Regions from separate parts of the Mus musculus genome. Here all the other regions are linked to region 1. The links are chromatin contacts, called in public promoter capture Hi-C maps. All regions are on one chromosome and are shown on one strand. Each heading gives the region's core, a stretch centred on a gene start, on an enhancer-like site or on the middle of the called end of the contact. The rest is flanking DNA. Distances are from core to core; before and after follow the strand shown.

Region 1 (3,835 bases), core at 32-2,531:
TGATGGATACCTTTAAACAATATGTTGGGAGCAGGGGGGTGGGTGGGGACTTAGACAATGAATGGTCTGAAAACAAAACAAAATAAGAGCAACTGAAGGAGCCAGTCGAGGGTGTTTTAAGCTAAGTGAGGATGAAGTGTTCTGTGGTGGGTGTTTAGTATATTCTTGAAATATAATGTCTAGTAGGAAAGGGATTTGACTAGGGATAGCTCGTGGTTCCTTATGAGCAAAATCTGCTTTGCTGGTATGGCTGCCAGGAGCTGGTGCTGAGAAACTGTGTGGTCAGCAGTGAAAGGCTGTGATCAATTAATTATTCATGTCTGGTATGGCTGTCAGGAGTTGGTGCTGAGAAACAGTGTGGTCGAATGGCTATGATCAATTATTCATGTCTGGTATGGGTTTGAGGGAGTGCAGTACATACACAAGATCAAGTATTTTTTTTTAACTCTAGACTTGACAGGCTTATTCTAAACTGCTGTAAAGGCCAAGCCCAGGGCTGACATCTGAAGTTACCAGGAAGCTAAAAATTCATATGGTGCAATGGTGGAAGACTACTAGTGCAAGAGCAGGATGAATTTAGAAATCCTTACAAGTTAAACATTTTAGTTAACAGGCAAACACAAGATAAAACGCATGCACCCCAGTTCAAAGCCGTCCATATTTATAGCAAATCTCTCTATGGAGGAACCTTTCAGAAACTTGCTCCTGACAGCTGTAAATTCAACTTGCCCCACAGATCAGCAAAACTAGTGGGGCTTTTCTATAAAATGAAGCTCCGTGCTTCTCAAGGAGATGCGCTTTTGCCCTCTTTGAGAGCATCTGTCAAAGTCTGGAGGGCGAGGTAGGGTACCACTGGCATTTAATGGAAACTGACCAAGGATGCGGTCAACCTACGATGCCCGAGACCGCTTTCTACAGTAAACCGGCTGCAAAGGGCAATGGCATTGCAATGAAGATGCACTGCGTTAGCGACCTGGAGAACGCCAAGCCTCCGTCCCAGTGCGCGGAGGTCCCCTCCAAGGGGACACGGAGGCTATACCAACTAGGAGAACGGGGATTACTCGGCGCCGGGGGGCTGGGCGTGCTGTCCCGAGTCAGGGCTGGGTAGAGGTAGAAGACCACTGTTCGCATCACGGGAGGCCTGGATGCCCCCGCGGACCCGGAACGCCCGCCGCCTGCTTCCCTCCAGAGCTCACCTGTAGGGAGGAGCCGAGATGAGAACCGGCCGCCTCTTTAATCTGCGCTCGGGAGCCTCAGCCTGGGAGTCCCAAAATCACTCTCGCGAGATCTGAGGCTATGCTCTCGCGAGACGTGGCCGGGACTGCTCGCCTAAGAGCGCGCAGGCGTCACGGAGGGCCAAAGCCTGGGCGGTTAGGCTGAGCCGGCCGAGCGGGCCGAGCGGCCGGAGCGGGCGGAGCAGGCGGCGGGCGGCGGGCAGTGTAGGGATGAGCTACGGAGCAGGGAAAACTGCCGACTGAGCGGCCGCTTCGGGGCCCTCGCTTGTCGTTTCCGTCTTTATTCCGTCCAGAGTCCCTCCTGGCTCGCGGACCCGCCCACCCTTCCCATACCGTGGGAGGAAGCGCGGCTGCTTGACGAGTTAGGGGCTGAATGTTTAGCTCTCTTGCTCCCCTAGGTCCCCAGAGACAAGCTGGATTCCGAGGTCAAGGGCTCCCTCTCCTCCTGCGCCCCGGCCCGGGCCGAGGAGTCCGACCGTGGAGGGGCGAGCTCGGGAGGAAAGCAGATGAGGATGGCTCAGGTAGTTCCACCTGCCACTTTCCAGGGTTTTTCCGATTGGACATCTCTTTGTTTTGATGTCCGTTAAGCATCTTAGGGCTTCCGGTGAGGTCACTGATTTCTGAAATTCAGGTCCACGTTGACACTAGGTAACCCATCATTTTCTCTTTTCAGTCCAACATGCCCCACAAGTCTGATGTGTTGAGTCAAGATGAACTGCGCAAAAAGCTATACCAGACGTTTAAGGATCGGGGTGTACTGGACACACTTCAGGTATCAGATTTAGGCACAATCGTGTCGTTATACTTCCACAAGTGTAACCTTTAACCGCAGGTGGCTCCACATTTAAATTCATTCATTAAGGTAGCACATAACCTGTATAATGAACACATTGCCATAAAACTAAGCTGCTGTTACAAATCTTGTTCCCAGTCTCGCTTTGATCATGCTACGTCTATGTAGTGAGCAGGAGGGGGACTTGCGAGGAACGGACTGCAGAGGGTAATGTGAGCAGAGTACTGTGGTCTACATGTCTGAGAACAACAAAATGAAGCCCAGTCTGTTTCATGATACTCCCTAGAAAAAAATCTATAGTGGAATGGTACCAGGTGTCTTGTCACACGCCTTTATCCCAGTTCTTCGGAAGCAGAGGAAGGCACATCTCTTGTGAGGGTAGCTGGGCCAAATAGCCAGTTCCAGGTCAGCCAAGACTTCATAGTGATACCCTGTGTCAGTAATAGTAAGTACACATAAGATATTTTAGAGTGTGGATATTTTAAATGAATAGCAACTGTTTATTAGAACATCTTAAGTTTGGGTAGCAGCAAGGGATGGAGTTAGTTCAATGTGTTTCCTTACAATATACCTTTTAGACTATATTTTACATATAGAATTGGAAATTAAGGAAAGGTGAGCCCAATTTTTCCCACTCTTGTTTTACTACATACAAATATTTAAGACTTGTCCGGAAAATACAGAAAGGCAGAAGAGAGAAAAATCATATATTATAACTACAAACTGCTGTTAGGCGTGTATATCATTTTAAAATTTAGATTATATGAGGATCCTTTTCCTGTTTCCTCAGGTTGCCTGAAATCCTTATTTTCAGTGGCAGCAGATTCCTCCTGGTCAGTCAGAGGTCATGGAGGTCGCTGCCTCCTATTGACTGAGGCTTCTACCTAGGTCTCCACCTCATCTATTTGTTGTACCTGTCATTTTCTGCCTAGTATAGAGAACTCCCCTGTCTGAGGAAAAAGGCCTGAGCATGCTTGGGCCAGTTTGCAGGGTTCTGCTTCCTTCCTGAGTACTGGGGTGTTAGGCCAGGGCCATTATGTCTTGGGGTAAGAGCGTTTCTAGCAATGTGTCCATATGGCTAGGGAAGGATTGTTGGTGTGTATTTCACAGGCAGTTTGGGAATATTTGTTTCATCCTTCACGTCTCAGTTTGATTTGGTCTTAAGCAATGGATATCATTATCTGTAAGCCCTTTGTGCAAGTCTTGTTCCCAGTTTCAGCATGACTGCTTATTCAGTCCATTAGCCCAATTGGAGGAAAAGCAGGGCATGTTTTCATTTTCTCAAATTTAGATAATTTTTACTTTCTTAGTTCAATGACTGATAGAGGTGAGTTAATAATGTAAATTTTATGGAATTTAGTGCTTAATTTATACTCTCCTTTTATTTGAAATGAATTTGTACTTATAGTCAATTACAAAGTCATTTATGTCTAGGTACTTTTGTTCCCTTTGTGGGTCTTGTCATAACTTTTGTGGTTTTGAAACAGTGTCTCACTCTACTGCCTCAAGCTTAGGTGATGTCCTGACTCTACCTTCCTAGGATTAGCATTACAGGCATCTTCTACATCCAACTCAGTGATAAAATGAAACTTGTCAAATCATCTGTTTCTTTCTTTTTGCTCTAGTTAAGACCATTTCTGAGATGTGTGTTAAGATTGGCAAATTTTTGTCTCATGCTTTGAGTTTCACCAACTTTGTGAAAACTGTCCTTCCGTGCTATATATTTTTAAAAGATTTTATTTATGTCTGCCTGAGTGTGTGCACCTGTGTAGTTTGTGTGCCTGTACTTGCATGGAGGCCTGAACAG
Region 2 (3,473 bases), core at 399-2,898, 2.2 Mb before region 1:
CTGTGATATGTGCTTCAGAGCTGCCTCTGCCATTTACAGGGAACACTACCATCTACTATCCACATTCCTGGAGAATCAGGGTTCCAGTTCTGGCTTATGGACTTCATTGTCTTAGATCCAAGTCATTATCTGGCCATTTTCCTCACACCTGCCCTCCTCTTTGCCCTATCTGGCCAGTGGAGCTATTCCTCACTCAGCTCTTAATTCTAGAAAACCTGGAGGACTCCCAAGATGCCTCCTTCCCTTCCCTCAGTTATATCCAGTTGGCCATTGAGTTTTATGGATTTGATTTCATAAATCTGTGATCATTCATCCATTAAATATTTATTGTGTGCTGTGAGTATACAATGACACACTGGATTAGACACCCCCAACCCCCAGGTTCAAGCAGTTTACCCTCTTAGTGGGGCCATCTTGCAAATGAACAACCCATTCTCCAGCAGAGCAAGAAAATGGTAATAAAAGGGTAAGTCGAGTTCTGGGAGGGAATACTGGACAGATACATGGTTGGTTCCTCTAGGCTCCTGCGGGACCTTTCTCTTGGAAGTGCCCAAGTGGAGGTGTGAGAGATTTGGACCTTGTACCAGGTGAAGGGAGGTGGGGGTGGGGAGACGCAAATTTCTGGAAGCAAGAACAGAGTGAGTGGCTGTGGGAAATCTGACAGTTCACTAAAAACCTCCCAGCCCATCTGCTCAACTTTCCAGCCAGGTCTTGATCTAGTAATCACACTGCCTAGTGGCTTTGCACTCAAGAAGAAACAGGCCAGCACTGCCCTCTCTGTCACTGAAGCTCTGCCCTTCAAGTCTCCTGTCTTCTGGTCGGTCATTCAGGGAGTATTTATGAACGCCCGATCTTTGCAGGCACTCTGTTAACAGCAGTCTCAATGGTGCTTCCACTCTTCAGGAGGTTTTGAGCCACTAAAGATAGACCATGGGGGAGCAATTCAGGAGTGCTGCAAGCTGACACGTAAGGTGTTAACGACCCTTTCAGGACCCATAAGCTTTGCTGTCCGCTGCTCACTGGGGCCTCCAGGCCCTACCTGCTGGTCCTCTCGGAAGGATGACCCAGTGTTCTATTAACTGCCCGGAATGTCTCCTCCCCTCGCTCAAGGCCACTGCCCTTCTCCGGCCAGCTCCAACACCGCGTCCTTCTCGCGTGGCCACACTCATCTGCGCGCAGCTCCGCCGAGGGGGCTGACGCGCGCGCGCGCGGCCAGGCAGCTCCTGGGGGCAGACGCCATCCAGCCTCCTCGGCGCCTGGTGACTACCCTAGAGCAATCCTCTCCCTAAGAGATCCCCACACTCCGGCCAGAGAGCGCACGCCCGGGGTGACAGCTCGGCACACACGTGGGCGCAGCCTGGAAACCGCGGGAATCCTAACCCATGGGGACCAGAGGGAACGGTCTGCTGGAAGACCTCGGTCGAGGGATCTTGCTCCCCGTCCGCACCCCTCTCTGAGCCCCAGAGGGGACGGGCGGGGACAAGCCCTGGCGGGGCCGCGCGCTTCCATCGCCACTGCCAAGGTCCTCGCAGTGGCGCGGGGTGGCCGGAGGAGGGGCCGAGGGCGGGGCGGTCGTAGCCTCCACCACTCCCGGGCCCCCCCGGTGGCGGAGCGCCGCCTCCCCGGCCGTCCTCCCCCACCGCGCGCACTCTGCCCGCCCCGGAGCCTCGCCCTCCGCCACGATGAGCAAATGAGCGCGAGCGAGGGCATGAAATTTCAATTCCACTCTGGGGAGAAAGTGCTGTGCTTCGAGCCTGACCCTACCAAGGCGCGAGTGCTGTACGATGCCAAGGTGCCGCCGCGGGGGGAACAGGGAGGAGATGCGGGACTGGGTTCGAGGGATGGGAGGCAAAGGGGCCAGCGGAGGACAAGTGGCCTGGAGTCCTGGACAGCCACCAGGGCGCGCCTTGGCCTGCGTGGAGCGGCCCGGGACTACAGGGGACGCTGGCGAGACGTGCTGGGCGCGCGACTTCCCTAACTAGAAAGGACCCGTGATGCTTCCGCTTCCGGCCGTGTCGCGTCGCTTACGCGCGGTTGCTAGGCCAGGGTGGCGGTTTGAGCGCTGGGCGCCAATCCCGGCGACCGGTGTAGGAGGACTGTCGCCTGAGGCCTCTGCTTTTGTAACGAATCTGTCCTTGTCCCACGCGGCTTCTCGCCACATGGGCTCAGTAGAGGACACCTTGACCAGTTTCCCCACCCACATCTTCAACCTGGTCCTCAATTATTCCCAGCTGTCAGTCCCGAACCCTGGTCAAATTTAGGATTGTAGTCCTGCTGGGGGGGAAGGGAGGGGCTCAAGGTTGCTCTGTTGCTTTCTAAAGGATTGGTGGGAGGCGAACAGAGCTAGGAAAGAATCGCATCTCGCCTGTATCCAGCTTGGTCAGCCCAGGCTGAGCTATATCTTGCGGTTGTCAGTTTTTAAGTGGAGGACTGGGCACCTAAGTGCTCCAGAGCCCAAAGAAGGTAAAAATTCAGCGCGCTGGGGGTCGGGGCGAGCATCGGTGTTTCCAGCCACCAAGGTGAAGTCCTTGGTGGCAGAGACAACTCGGAGCAGCACCAGGTGTGTTTTTAGCCATGTTTCAGCAGTGCTGTCCAGTGGAACACCCCAAGGTCTGTGCTGGATTATGTATCTTTGGTTCTTCCTGAAACCCTTAACTCTGTTTACCTCCTATTGCTATCCCTCCAGCTTGCTCTATCGCTAGGAGATGGAAGGATATACGTTTCATTTGTACCAGCTATCACCTTAGGGAATGCATGGCTATTAAGGGGAGGGGAAGGGTTGTGGAAGTCTCTGGCTAGCTAGGCAAGACACTGGACAAGGCAAGGCCCAGGTGACTACAACTCCCAGAGGTCTCAGGGCTGTTCTCTCTAGTCTGGGCCCTTCGCTAATGACAAATCTACCGACCAATGACTTCAGAAGTTTCACCCGGTCTCAAACTCAAGAGACCAATCCTGGGTTGGTTGGACGGATGTTTCCTATTTTGAGGCAACCACTCGGGCAGAAGAGGAAAAAAAATGTTGAAGAATGTTACGACCCAGCTCTCGATCTAAAGGGGGGAGGGATGAGTACTTTCTTATTTCTTTAAGAAGGGACTGTGATCTAGTTCTTTTTACCAAACTTATAGTAATTTTCGGTTTGCTGTGCCACGCGTGAGTAGTATTTCCTGGTTTCAGATCATCGATGTTATTATCGGGAAAGACGAAAAGGGCAGAAAGATTCCAGAATATCTGATACATTTTAATGGTTGGAACAGAAGGTCAGTGAACTTGTTACAGTTAGACTTAATCGCCTTTGTAGCAAGATAATTTTGTAACTTTAAGTTTTAGAAACACTTGTAGAAAAGTTTAATTTCCTGCTTCTGCTTTGTTTGGAAAGCTTGCCTGGTCTGAGGCATGATTACTTTAAAGTCTGTTATGTTTGGATGATCTATGAGTAATCTCTAGAAATCTTGGTTGCTGTAGCTGAGTTCCCT
Region 3 (3,990 bases), core at 578-3,077, 2.9 Mb before region 1:
TCTCAGGAACAAGAAAGGTATGATTCTTCTAATCAATTATATTAAAAAGTGAGAACTGTGGGAGATAACCGGAAATGGTTATGAGGATCTCTATGAGAGAAGGCAGAGTGTAAGAGAAGCAATAATTGTGGGATAGAATGGATAATTGTGACACAATAAAGAATTTTGAGGAAGGATATAGAATTTAGAAAGGGCCAAAGGGCCGGGGAAAAGAATTAAATATTTTAAAAGTGGAGACAACATGAACATGTTGAACGAGAGAAGAATTGTAGAACACATAGGAAAATTTAAAAAAAATGTATAACACAAATTTTAAAATGTTTTAACACAAATAGATAATATATATTATGCAATTACGTTGTTACCTGTGAAATCATAGACGCAGAAACATCAAAACAGAATTAACAGACTAGATTTATGTATTCCCAACCTATGGCTCACGATCTGTAAATCAGATATTTACATTATTATTCATAACAGTAACAAAATTATAGTTATGTAGTGGTAACAATAATTTTATACTTGCGAGGATCATCAGAACATGAAGATCTGTATTAAAGGGTTGGAGCTTTGAGAGGTTAGAACCACTGCCTTAGAAGAAGTTGTACCACTTGGACCGACAATGCTCCCCACAAGAACCAAAGACTAGCAAAAAACCAGACTATCACTGAAGAGGGGGCATAACACTTTAAGATCCAGAGTACCAGGAAGTCTGCTGTGGACCAACGCTCCTAGAAATGTCTTCATAAAGAAGACCTAAACAATGGTCACATTAATATGAAAGGGGGCCATTTTCATGGGGTCCCACAGAACTCAAAGCAGGAACCTGAAGCCACCAAGGAATCAAAAGCCATGGAGGCCATGGAGGTACACCACATACTGGCTTGCTTGGTCCCATGGCTCACTTTGCTTTCTTAATATAAGCTAGCCCATCGGTGGTACCGGATACAGATATGGAGAAAATGTCCCCATAGGCTTGCCCACTGGGCCGTCTGATGAAGACAGTGACTCCATTCAAGTTAACAAAAACCTAACCAATACAATAACCATCTCCTATCTGCTGGTTTACCCTACACAAGTAATATAAAAACGTACTTTGTGTAATATGAAATATACTACTTAGATGAAGGCTGTGAATTCCATGGAGTACACTCACAACGGTTGCCAGAGTCCTTGAAAGGACTAGGCGGTGGAAGTTTAAGTGCGTCTACTTAATTATAGCACTTTATTCCACAAATAAGCACAAATATCGCTTGTTCATTAAAAAATACAAGTTGAGCGGGCGGTGGTGGCGCACGCCTTTAATCCCAGCCTTCAGGAGGCAGAGGCAGAGGCAGGCGGATTTCTGAGTTCGAGGCCAGCCTGGTCTACACAGTGAGTTCCAGGACAGCCAGGGCTACACAGAGAAACCCTGTCTCGAAAAACCAAAAAAGAAAAAATACAAGTTGACCTTTCAAGAACCTAAGGAGATGACTTAGAAAAACACAGCGACGTGCCTTACCCCTCGGAAGCGACACCCCGCGGTTCCCTAACTTCTCACCCTGAGCGGCTTACCGGCCGGCCGGCGGAGTTAAAAAACACCGCCTGGCCCGTAGGGGCGGAGACGGAGAGAAGGCTCGGGCGCCTATAGGCCGCGGAGCGAGAAGGGGTGGACCGACCCGCCCTTAAACACACCGCCCCGCACGTAGGGGCGGAGACGGAGAGAAGGCTCGGGCGGCTCGAGGCCTCGGAGCGGAAGGGGGTGGGAGCGATCCGCCCGACCTGACGACCGTTCCTCTCCTCAGCGCGAGCTTGCCTCGTGCTCCCGGAAGTCCCGCCTTCGGAACAGGAAGTAACGGCGCCCGAGAACGCCGGCTGTGACCGGACGTTAGCGGTGACCCCGCGTGAGGAAAAACCGCGGGTGCAGCCGAGCGACTTCGGCTGGGCGGTTCGACGCGCTCGCGGCCGCGCCGCGCGGGACAAGTCGGAGCGGAGACTTGGGGGCAGGGCGGCGCCCGGGTTCGGCTGGAGCCGGCGGCTGCCGAGTGAGTTCGGCTGGGCAGGTTGACGCGCTCGGGGCCGCGCGGCGCGGGACAGTCGGCGAGGTGACTTGGGGACAGGACGGCGTCCGGGTCCGGCTGGAGCCGGTGCACTGTGCAGACCGCGGTGCCGGTGGGACGCGCATAGACGGGAAGGCAACACTGGTGGCTTCCTGCCCTTCGCCGCTCCTTGCCTCCCGTTTTGGTGACTTTTTTTTTTTTAACCTTCCTATTTTCCCTGAGGCGCCTGCCCTACTGGGAACACGGGTTCGAGGCTAGTTCAGTGTATTTTCCCTTGGACCCCACCATCAAGACTACACCCGTCTTCACGACGTGGTTGCATCTTACAAGTTTCCAGACTCTGGCACGGGTCCCCAAATGGTGGCATAGGCTTCAAGGTATTTTCCCAATGGAGGCACTGTTTTCAAAGTGTCCCCTCACCACCCCCCACCCCCACCCCCGAACCAGTGCCCTACCTCTTACTCTCCCAAGGGATGGTGAAAAAAAGCCAGGGCCAGCCAGGATCAGAATAACAAGGGGATATCAACTGTTTAGCCTCCACGTTTTAATCTGATTTCTTGCTTTGGCAGCTGGGTATTTTAGATTGGGAGTGACCCCTGTGATTCCAGCCATGGGTGCCTCAGCATCTTCTCCTGCTACTGCAGTAAACGCCTCGAATGCTTCAGATGGTCAGCCAGCTTCACCACCTTCAGGATGCCCGATGCATAAAGGGCAAAGGAAAGGTAACTTGCCTGTCTCGAAAATTAAAAGAAAGCTAGTGATTCTAGAGCGGTGGTTCTCAAACCTTCCTAATGCTGGACCCTTTGACCCAGTTCTGCACGTTGTGGTGACTCAACCACAACATTATTTTCCTTTCAACGTCATTACTGTAAGTTTGCTTCTGTTCTGACTCGTCATGGAAATATTGTTGGAGATAGTGCGTTGCCAGAGGGGTCAACCCACAGGCTGAGAGCCACAGTTCTAGAGTTGTAGCTTGGTAGTGAGGCTTGCAAAGCGGGACTAAGGCACTCTGGGGCTGGTCCAATTTGGCTGCTCACTAGATATTATCATAAACAATTTTTTTTATATCTCACAGTCTGTCATCTATGCAATTTTTCCTTAAATCAGCCTTGTCTTTCCAAAGTTTACCAGTGCCTACATCAGTGGCTTTCAGCTATGCATGTAAAGAGCCATCATTGAATACATATTTTGGTTCTCACAACTGAGAGGAAATGGTTCTGCTGACATAGACTGGGGTGGTATTAGATAGTGCTAAATAGACATCATACAGCCTCAGACATGGAGTCTTTGGTCCATAAATAGTAAGGGTGCCAGAGCTGAATAAACCTCGGTGTAGCTGTTTGAAATACACTACTCCCATATCTGTTAAGGTCTTCATCTAGGTCAAAATCAGCCTTCACCAAGTGAATTTATAGAGCATTATGTCAGTGCTAGGCTGGAAACAAAACAGTTCTTTAATGAGTGCATGTCTGCTGTAGACAGTTGAGACCGGGACAGTGTTGTATGCTTACTGAATGTGCATGTTGTTGGGTCCTCATGCTTCCAGTGTCACCATTCCTCTTTCTCTCCTCGAGCCAACTTTCTCCAAGAGGTCAGCACTTATCCTGTGACAAGCATTGCTGGGTTTTGTTTCTTCACTGAGAGAGAAGTAGATATAGTAGACAAAAATTCTTTGCCCAGGAGAGTTTACATTATCATGTCTATAAACCAGTGTGACTGTTTTATAGCCAAGGAAAGAAACTAAAGCTCAGAGTAATTTATGTACTTCAAGTCATGTAGCTAGTAAGTGGCAAAGTTGGTGAAAATTCTGTGACCTTGGACAAGGACAGATCCCATGGTCTCCTAGTATTTCTCCTAGAAGTTGAGACAAATCAGACAAAGCACGTGTGTCTTTGCTCTGAGCTTCTTTCCTCAAGTAGTTCTCTGCATGATTTATATTTTATCTATTTTA

The links. Promoter capture Hi-C pulls out the DNA fragments that hold promoters and counts their contacts. Capture Hi-C pulls out chosen DNA fragments and counts their contacts.
Region 2: a promoter capture Hi-C map of erythroid cells shows a contact between it and region 1, with 41 times the contacts expected there. The contact joins the promoter of Msl3 here to the promoter of Trappc2 in region 1. A contact is called at or near these places in 2 of 39 promoter capture datasets (erythroid cells and pre-B cells), 1 of 115 datasets of contacts at active chromatin or transcription factors (astrocytes) and 1 of 9 other capture datasets (adipose tissue).
Region 3: a promoter capture Hi-C map of adipose tissue shows a contact between it and region 1, with 4 times the contacts expected there. The contact joins the promoter of Hccs here to the promoter of Trappc2 in region 1. A contact is called at or near these places in 1 of 39 promoter capture datasets (erythroid cells) and 2 of 9 other capture datasets (adipose tissue and liver).

What each region holds. Positions count from the first base shown.
Region 1 is chrX:166,438,201-166,442,035 of GRCm38.p6, reverse strand. Trappc2 (trafficking protein particle complex 2) reads right to left here and starts at 1,281. Exons shown (of 5, transcript NM_025432.4): 1 at 1,197-1,281. It overlaps Ofd1 (OFD1, centriole and centriolar satellite protein), which reads left to right and starts at 1,332. Exons shown (of 23, transcript NM_177429.3): 1 at 1,332-1,756; 2 at 1,909-2,007. The coding sequence starts at 1,742.
Region 2 is chrX:168,672,047-168,675,519 of GRCm38.p6, reverse strand. Msl3 (MSL complex subunit 3) reads left to right here and starts at 1,648. Exons shown (of 13, transcript NM_001370791.1): 1 at 1,648-1,792; 2 at 3,175-3,257. The coding sequence starts at 1,691.
Region 3 is chrX:169,318,209-169,322,198 of GRCm38.p6, reverse strand. Hccs (holocytochrome c synthetase) reads left to right here and starts at 1,827. Exons shown (of 7, transcript NM_001331049.1): 1 at 1,827-2,223; 2 at 2,609-2,761. The coding sequence starts at 2,650. It overlaps Gm15246 (predicted gene 15246), which reads right to left and starts at 1,804. Exons shown (of 6, transcript NM_001361166.1): 1 at 1,502-1,804.